Linked DNA regions of Mus musculus: all the other regions are linked to region 3. Evidence: chromatin contacts called from public Hi-C data. All regions are on one chromosome and are shown on one strand. Each heading gives the region's core, a stretch centred on a gene start, on an enhancer-like site or on the middle of the called end of the contact. The rest is flanking DNA. Distances are from core to core; before and after follow the strand shown.

What was found. A called contact is a pair of places that touch in the nucleus more often than the background predicts.
Region 1: a Hi-C map of muscle stem cells shows a contact between it and region 3, with 2.2 times the contacts expected there. The contact joins two enhancer-like sites. A contact is called at or near these places in 7 of 39 promoter capture datasets (3T3-L1-derived adipocytes, embryonic stem cells and liver), 2 of 15 datasets of contacts at CTCF or cohesin (the NIH/3T3 cell line and stem cell-derived epiblast-like cells), 23 of 484 Hi-C or Micro-C datasets (beige adipocytes, differentiating embryonic stem cells, embryonic stem cells and 6 more) and 25 of 115 datasets of contacts at active chromatin or transcription factors (craniofacial prominence, embryonic basal ganglia, embryonic forebrain and 10 more).
Region 2: a contact with region 3 is called in a Hi-C map of stem cell-derived cardiac mesoderm, with 3 times the contacts expected there. The contact joins two enhancer-like sites. A contact is called at or near these places in 13 of 39 promoter capture datasets (3T3-L1-derived adipocytes, cranial neural crest, embryonic stem cells and 5 more), 1 of 15 datasets of contacts at CTCF or cohesin (stem cell-derived epiblast-like cells), 37 of 484 Hi-C or Micro-C datasets (the C2C12 cell line, beige adipocytes, differentiating embryonic stem cells and 11 more) and 31 of 115 datasets of contacts at active chromatin or transcription factors (craniofacial prominence, differentiating embryonic stem cells, embryonic basal ganglia and 12 more).

What each region holds. Positions count from the first base shown.
Region 1 is chr7:73,123,584-73,126,657 of GRCm38.p6, forward strand. No RefSeq gene overlaps it. Among named protein-coding and RNA genes, the nearest start is that of Gm6567, 23 kb to the left of the region's middle. Within about 2 kb of position 1,293, at least 4 of the 459 cell types and tissues checked have an H3K27ac peak or open chromatin away from gene starts, as enhancers often do. A contact at or near this core is called in muscle stem cells, where this site is marked.
Region 2 is chr7:73,140,913-73,143,853 of GRCm38.p6, forward strand. No RefSeq gene overlaps it. Among named protein-coding and RNA genes, the nearest start is that of Gm6567, 40 kb to the left of the region's middle. Within about 2 kb of position 1,314, at least 34 of the 459 cell types and tissues checked have an H3K27ac peak or open chromatin away from gene starts, as enhancers often do. A contact at or near this core is called in craniofacial prominence, differentiating embryonic stem cells, embryonic limb bud and 3 more, where this site is marked.
Region 3 is chr7:73,398,371-73,401,142 of GRCm38.p6, forward strand. All of the region lies in intron 2 of Rgma (repulsive guidance molecule family member A), which reads left to right. It overlaps LOC115486533 (a long non-coding RNA gene), which reads left to right. Exons shown (of 2, transcript XR_003946803.1): 2 at 1-2,772. Among named protein-coding and RNA genes, the nearest start is that of A730056A06Rik, 24 kb to the left of the region's middle. Within about 2 kb of position 1,316, at least 133 of the 459 cell types and tissues checked have an H3K27ac peak or open chromatin away from gene starts, as enhancers often do. A contact at or near this core is called in craniofacial prominence, differentiating embryonic stem cells, embryonic limb bud and 4 more, where this site is marked.

The DNA of each region.
Region 1 (3,074 bases), core at 43-2,542, 270 kb before region 3:
GGGGGTGGGGTGAAGGGGTTGGCATGACCAGGTTGGTTTGAACTTGTGTTGTAGGTCGGGAGCTGCTTCCTCATGCTTAGCAATGACAAGCTCACAGACATTTTCTTTTGGAGTGTGTAGCCGCCATCTCTCGCCCACAGATGAAGAGAGTGATGTCAAGAGGCAGCAATGAAACCATCACTCATTTTCTCCATTTCGTCAGAGGGAGAGCCTCCTCCTGTGGCCACACAGTCATGTCAATGGCCTGTCACAAAGCACATCGTTCAGCTTACGTTTTTGTAACCAAATCAGTTGCACCCCTCCACCCCCACCCCCACCCCCACCCGTCAACTATGAAAACAAACAAATTCTCTGGTTTTGTTTTTTTTTTGTTTTTTTGTTTTTTTGTTTTTTGTTTTTTGTTTTTCCAGATCTTCTTGCCTTTGGCGATCTCAGAATGCGAGGAGTGGGCCAGCATGGGGAGACAGATGTCTGCTAAGATTTCTCTCTGTTCTCAGTTCCTTTTGTAAAGTGATAGATGCGAGCAAGCTTCTCCCTGACCTAGTTCAGTTCACTTCGGAAGTGCTAGTGCTGCCTCGGGACTGAACCAGGCTCTCTCTTTCCCCACAGCAGGAAAAAGAAAAAAAAATGGCTGTTCCCAACTACGCTTCTATCCACACACCCTGCATGGACATCTCACTCCAAAGAAAGGCACCAGAGTTTCAGGAGTTTCAAGCACTCTGATAAAGTAGCCTTCTTTGCTGACTAGGGTTAGGCTCTCTTTGCAGCTATGGGAAGGCACTGCTATAGGAAACCACCCAAAAGGGCCTCTCCGACCTGGGTAGAAAACTCTGGCCCAAATCTCTGGTGAAAACTCAGAAGATGGCGCACAGAACCTGTTGGCCTTGACTGCAAGTTTTGAGTCAAAGAACCTTGGGACTCAAAGTTTGGATGGGTGGGGGTGGGGGAATGGGTCTGAATGGAAATCCAGAATGATGAGGCCTCTGACCCCAGGGAGACCTCCTGGGCCTCATTTTGGGTATGAATGTCATATGTTTTGTGCTGATGGAATATGACTCCTGCCATATATACCCCCATAAGTCTGCCATGGAAATGAAAGTACATTCTCAAAGCACTGAGCTCAGAGAAGCACTGCCCTTGACTCAGAGAAGGAAGACACACGGAAGTGTGACTGTCAGTTACCAGAGAAAACTTTTTAACGTAGGCCTTGCCAAAAGATGAAGGCCTTAGGTGGCTGTTTCACCCTTTAGTCTTTGGGGTTTTCTACATAAATTGATTAGAAACACAGCTTCCAGACAAGACATATGCGTGTAATCCCAGCATGACACACGCTTGTAATCCCAGAACTAGGGAGTTGTAAGCAAGAGGATCAGGGCTTGGAGGCCAGCCTAGGCTAAATGAGACACTATCTGAAATAAGAATAATAAAATACTACTTCCTCCTGGAAAAAAAAAAAAGCCAGACAGCCACCAACTGGAGTATATACAAGCCTGGCGATGGGTTTCATCAACAGAAGTGCAGAGAATAGCCAGCTTGCTTTGCCAGGCACAGGCTAAAGCTCACTGCCCAGAGGCACCAGGGACAGGTTCCACATGCTTGACACAGAGCCAGGAGTTCTGGAGCCAACTCAAAGTCTCTGTCCTCAGAAGAGCTCAGAAGAAAAAAAAAAATGCACTGGAATAAAGTAGTCAATGCCCACCCAATACCCAAAGTACAAAAACTCCATGCCTTGGACTCGCTGAGTCCAGAGTTCAGGCTGAGTCTTAATGATGTGGGAAGCATTACAGACTGTGGACAGACAGCCACCTCCCTGCCATCGGCAGAACAATCGGAAGACAGAGACGATGCATAGGGGCCCAGAGGATCCTGCTGGGCTCTAGGCTCAATCATTGCTCTGTGGATTTGCAATATGGGAGTACATTGTGCACAAACAAGCTTTGTATTCTGCACAGCTTCAACCTTGCTTCTTGTGTGTCTCTTTGCAATATAAACTTAAATATATACTTTAATGTGCTCAGCCTACCGAGGACTGATGGAGGAATGGCTGAAGACAGCCGGAACACTTGATGTGAAAAAAATTCTATAGCTTGAAAGGATGCCCAGAAAGGCTTCAGGGTGACCCAAATAAGGACACAGGGCAATACATCTTGAATCTTCTTTCCTCTGATTCAGGAACAGAATATGGACCACCACTGCCAGCCAGCCAGCCAGCAGGATCTTCAGCGCAGTACATTCCCAAAAGTTTCTCCAGAGGGAATATCTGTGTGGTTCAGGGATGTTTCAGAGCTGGCTAAGCCTTCCCTGTGTGTGCCAACCAATATAATTAAAAATGCATCCCAAGTAAACCTCAGACAACTGAGCCCTCCGCTGCAACGTGGGGGGGCGCGCTCACTGTCGGAGGGTGGTCACCCCGGTGGGCGCAAACATTGCCCCAGGTGCTCTGCAGCTGGCTGCAAAGGCTCGTGAAATTCTATCCTTTCAAGTTCCCAGTGTGCTGGAGAGCAACCCTGAGAGGCCGGCTGGCAGCCCTGCCCCACCTGTGGAAACTAATGATACCAGCTCAGCATATTGGCAGAGGAAGGAAACTTGCACTGCAAACAGACCTACCGAAACACTGGAAGTATGTCTGAACAGAAGCACATTGATTCAAGTCGCTCAAAGATCAAATTACTCTCCCAGCCCAGGTGATTTTGTCCTAGAAGCCAGGATACTTGTATCGACAAGAATATTGATGAAAAACCACTCGCTGCATCTCGGCGGACCATATTAAGGCTGTTAATCTCGGAAGTGTCCCATAATTTTTATCCGACATGCAGACTCTTCATTGGAAAGAGTTTTAACTCCAATGCAAACAGTAATAAGGAAATAAAATCACTGGTGTATGTCTTTTCCAATATCGGACTTGGTAAGAATTCTTGACTTCTATGGTCAATTGAAGCTCATCTTAAATAAAAAGCTTTGTTTCTTCCAACAGACTTCCAAGACTAATTGCTTTTTTTTTTCAAGTCCACAGCAATTTCAAAAAAGAAAATAAAAGATGAGGCCAAAGCTATTCTTGAACCACGCAGGCAAGC
Region 2 (2,941 bases), core at 64-2,563, 260 kb before region 3:
ATAGGAAGCCATTCTTAGCATCTAGGTAGCATGGAGAGCATCTAGGGAGCATGGACATTTCTGCCTGCTGGCTTCAGGATTAAGCACTGCCAGGCAGCAGCACCCACTCTGATTTTAAACTAGTTGGATTTGGATTTTTTTTTTAATTTACAATCCAAAACATCTTATCGCGGACTACTATAAATCCAGAAGGGCTCTTGGATTGGATGTCACAATTTAGGTGACATCTAAGAAAGGCCACAGATCCTGAAGTTCAAATTTTGTTTCTGGGAAGCTGATCCCTCAGGAGCCCGGCCAAGCTTCTCTGCCTGGAGCAGTCTTGACTGCCAGCCCTCCCTGAGTGGAGCCTAAAGCCCCGCAGCTTGTCACACTGTTATGTTAACAGAGCAAGCCCAGGATGCTGTTTGGCCTTTGTAGGGTGCCACAGCTCCTCCCAGGGTAGAGAAGTGCAATTCCTCTGTTCTCTCTTTCCCCCTTCCTAATCCTTGGCACCCCCCTCCCCTCCCCCTGCTCTTGCCCCGCCCCCCATGGGTCTTCAAAGGGTTAAATGCAGCTGAAGTTGCTTTTAAGAACAGCTGGAAACAAAGTGCTGCCCCAGGCTGAGAGCGGCCAGGAGGGGTCAGGAGGTTAACTGAATTATTTTCCACGGGAATAATTTTCTAAGGGAAATGGTAAAGTTATTTAAGCCACCAGGTGGGACACATAAAGGACAATCTTTCCCAGCCTTCCAGAAATGAATGCTGTTTGGCCTCACAGAAAATTTGGGGGGTTGGGGTGGGGGTGGGGAGAGGACTCAGGCTTGCATAATGAACTCTAAACCTTAGTAACATTAAATGACTTTTTGTAGCTAATTTGTATGGAGTGGGTGTGGCTGCTTTTGTTGGAAGAGTTCCAAGGACCCTCCGAGCCATATTTTCAAAAAAGAAAAGAAAAAAAAAATAGTGTCACCTGCTCAGAAATAATAGTGGGATGGGGGCTGGGAGAGAAGACTGTAATATGTTCATGCTCTTTGACACATTACTCCCACTCTTGTCATTACAGCCCAGAGAAATACACCCAACGAGGGAAATAAGCTTTATGTGCAAAGATGTTGGGTACAACATTATTTATGATTTTGGAATTAGAAAACAAAAGATTCAACGAAGGGAATAGATTATTGCACATCAGTGTGAGAGGATATCACGGGCCGTTAAAACGGCAAAGTAACAGCATGGAAACTGTCAACTTAAAAAAGCAGGCATAAAACAATACTCTGGGTGGTGGTAACCAGGTAACTGCCGTCTGCTTGTAAATAGAGGAGAGCATGGTAAGGAGGAAATCCAGCCCAGCCAATGGAATCATGGGATCTCTTCAGCCTTTGCTCAGTTCTGTGTAATGTTTATTTCTCTTCTATTGTTTAAAAAAAAAAAAAAGTTGCATTAAGGAAAATAAAATGCTTGAAAATTGTGGAGAGAAGTGTATGTGAGCCTCTGTAAATGTCTAAGAAAATACTACACTGTTTTCAAGGAATGAACTGTGTGGCAGGTGAGTTACATCTCAATAAAGCTGTTACAAAAAAACATCTTAAAAAATTTAAGTTGAGCCACTTTGGAGAAAGAGAAGAAAAGATCTTTGTTTTCCATTTAAGGAGCAATGCTTGTCAGCAGTGAGAACAGGGGCCTTTGGAATGAATTCTCCACACAATTTATTAAGTTGCTTACAATTACCACCCTAGGCCTTGTTTTATAACCAGAACATGCTCAGTGGTCTTAAAGGGACAGGGGCCTCGTTGGTCAGTCCTAAGAGATCGTTGGTAGTGGGAGAAAAGTTCCAGAGTTAGACAGACTACTGCTCTGGCAACTGTCATCCCTGACTCTTAGCAGCAGCAACTACACAAAAGTCTCTCGGGTCAGGGCTCCCAGCATATCCCAGGCTGGTGTGATAGCTCTTAGGCTCTGGATGCAGGGACCCTCGGCCCCTTAGGACTTTTTGGACCCCTGGAACTTTCCATCATCATTCTTTTGTCAAAGGTCTTCAAGTGTCCCACCTTCAGCTCTGTTGGTTCTCTGCCCTCTTTTTTGCCTTCTCCATATTTTCACCATCTATCGTCCCTGGGGCCTGTTCCCTCCCCTGCCTCTATAGCAGATCGCCTGCATTCTCAATAATCCAGACTCCCACTGAGGCAACAGCCCCTACTGCTATCTTCTCCTCTTTGGGTTACCAGCTCATGCTACCCGTGATAAAATGAGTATCTAAGGAAAGACCATTACGGAGAAATCTTTGATTGGCCCTAAGGATGCCACACCAGAGGGTAGCATAAGAGGTGTCTCCTAGGTGACTCAAAACACATGCATTATATAGCCAGAGGTGGGTCCCGGTGGGTATGGCATGGAAATAGAGGTTTATAGTTTGTGCAAACCACAGTTTATCTTCCAGTTTCATCAATCAAAAGCCTTAGACAAAGACAAATCACATGATTATTTTTTTCTTGGATTACTAGACAAGTGCCCCTCCGCTGTGTGAGAGAAAGAATGAGCTACAAGGTGAACAGAGTTATCTAGAAACTCAGAGGCTTTGGAGAGCTGAGCCTGCTAGAGCTATCTGAAACTGTAGCAGGAGCAGGATCCAGGCCCCTTAAATGTCTTGTTACTGCTTTGCTGAGATATAATTTGCCATGGGTGATGAAGCCAGTGACCTCCTAATGTGAAAATCCTACAGACTAGTGGCAGTGGAGGTGGCCCTGAAACTGGAAAGACCTGGGGTTTTGAATACTGTCTCCAGGATTCCAGCACTTTCACATCACTTACGTTACCAGAAGCATGCCTTTCTATGCTGGGTTTCCAAACGCAACTGAAACAAAATAAAAATATGTGACCGCTCCTGACATACAGCGGTATAATGGCAACCCAGGTATCTTCCTCAAGATAACAATAACTGACCAATATTTCTTCTGCTAAAATAA
Region 3 (2,772 bases), core at 66-2,565:
GCGTGCTCTCAGCCTTCGGTTGATAGGCAGCCTATGCCCTCCCACTATAGGGCGGAGTCAGGGCTTTCCACGCCCACCCTTCTTGCTCAAGCGCTGTTTCTCCACGGCTCCTGTGGGAGCTGGGGAGGGTGGCCTGTTTGGAAAGCTGAGGTGTGCCCTTCTCCTTGGCAGTCAGTCATCAAGGGTGCTTGCAACAACTTGGCATGTGTGGAGGCTGAGGCAGGGCAGCCTTGGCAGGGTGTGACGGAGGAGGCAGTACTGTCCTGCCCCCGGCTCTAGGAGTGGCACTTAGCCACTTCTGTCCACGCTGGGTAGGCAGTGAGTTCACCCTCCAGGGCCCGGCCCCCCAACAATTTTGCCTTCTCTTCCTGGGTCACCTGAGGTTTTCCCCAAAGCTCCCTTTTGCTCTCAGCCTTGTCCCCCTGACCAGACTCGGAAGGAAGCACGTACAATTCCCAGTAGAGCTAACGGGTGGGAAACACATTGCCATAAAGTGGCGGTTCTGGGGCCCTTAGGCTGCCTGGCCCTGGAATGTCACCCAGGAGCGGTGATCCCTTCTAGGATCTGCAGTGATAGATTAAGTGAGGCAGGCTACGCAGCACCTGGGAAAAAATCCAGTCTGCTGGGTGTGTCCCTCTCAGGATCTGGGGCCAAACACCTGGGTGTTTACGCCAGGATGATTGAGTGAAATTCTTGCAGGAGCGGCGCCAACAGGGAGCCTCGGGCATCTGTCCTTGTCCCGTAACACCCCCACTCCATCCCCACGCCCACCAAGATTCATTACTGTGGGACTAGAATAAGCAGGAGACCCCTACTTAGTGCCCTTCCCCTACCTCCTTCAGGATGCTGATGCGACCCGTTTCCAGAATCCTATCTAAGGTCTGCTTCCCGCACTAGGTGGACAGTGAGGAAAGGGACACGGAGACTTCAGACTTCAGGGTTGGCCCCTCCCCGAGGCAGGCAGACTTATAGAAGATTCCTTCCACCCGCCTGTGTCCTAACTGAAGCTATTGCCTCTTAAGTCCTACTGTTCACTAAGATAGAGCACCGGTGCTGGGGCTGCCTGCCGCTGGGGCTTTCTTTCGGAGCTCGTCACTGGCTGAGGTCATCTTGCAGGTGCTTCATTCCTAGGCTTGCCAGGAAGGTGAACTCCCCTCCCCCTCCCAAGGGCGGTTCCACCGAGGGAGCTAAGCTTGGGAACCGTAAGGTTCCAAAAGGCCGAGGCACACAGCAGGACACCGCTTACACTTCAGAGTGCCAAGTGACAAAGGGAACAGAAAGAGCTTGCTGAGCTTACAGTACCTCAGAGCCACTCACATGCAAAGAAGCTAGAGGCCGGAGGAGAGCAGAAGGGTGGTGGGAACGCCAGCAGTGGCGACTCCAGGGACACCTTTCCTTTTTCATCTAGTGCCCCCTGGTGGCAGAATCTATCAGGATGCCAGCCGATTAGCGGGCGTGGGGGCTGGGAGGGGGACGGGACGATTCCTGTTGCACCGGCAAAGGGCAGTGATTTGAAGTTGGGCAATAGCTGCCTCTTGAGAGTCTTCACTGATAAGGCCATGCCTCCATCCAGACTTAGATGAAACATTCCAGAATTCGTTAAGGCCAGCCCCACCTAAGCACAGAGTGTGTTCCGAGAACGGCGTCCATCACAGTTCCCAGCGCACATCAGGAGCCAGATCTCCGAGCAAGTAAATCAGTTCAGACAGTCGCTGTGCAGGCAGAGTTGGAAACGTCTTGACCCTGGAGCTTATGTTCCAAGGGATACTTACCTCTTTAAGAGAAGGCAAGGCTGTCTCCCTCCCGTAGTACCCTGCCCCTCCCCTAGGCCTCTGAAACCTGATCTAATCCCTTTGCACGCGGGTAATTTATTGGTCTATTGGGCTTTTCTTGGTGGCAAATTACATTGTCTTTATTCCTAGGCTCTGGCCCCGGAGTGCCTCGAGGAATTCCTAAGACTCCTTTCTCATGGTTGATCCTTCACACCCCCTCTGGGCCCCGGCAAAATAAGTTTTATTGGGATGCTTTGTCATGCAAACAGGGTGGTAATAAGCAGGCTATTATTCCGAAAGATTGGGCTTGATTAACAGCTCAAAGGAGGACTTGAGAACAAACGGATCTGTTGCTGTACTAGCAGAGCAGATTTTTTTTTCCTTATCATGCGGGTCCATTTAGTATTCTGAGATCCTGCTTTGACTTTCTGCCTCCCAGAGGGGTTGCCATCCACCGAAAAGTAATGACATCTGAGCCTGAGCCATGTGGCTCAATCCAATTGGGAGGCACTGTGGAGCTCTACCTTTAAAATGTGAGTGGCCAGCTATGAGCGCATACATGCTCCCTGAACCCTGGATACATGGGAGACCCAGGGTTCCACCAGACAGAGTTGGACACAGGTGGGGTTGGGCGGGGCGCGGTGTACGCATGACATCTGAAGTCTCAAAAGATGCTTTCAGTGTGAGTGCTGTTCTCGGAACACACTCTATGCTTAGGCGGGGCTAGCCTTACAAATTCTGGAATGTTGCATGATGGTATCAGCAAAGATTATCAAGAGGTGCAATTCACCGGGTAGTGTGAGAGTCAACAGGGACCCAAGAAGCTTCCTCAGCCCCACAGTGATTAGAAATAGAAGAACTGAGTGAGAGAAAGACAGAATCAAGATGAGGAGGGCCTGTTTATGGGAGATTGATGGACCGATGCGGGAAAGATGTGTCCTGTAGCCACCTTCCTGAGGCCCTGAATGAAGCTGGCCAGGTTACTCAAGGCTCCCAGAGG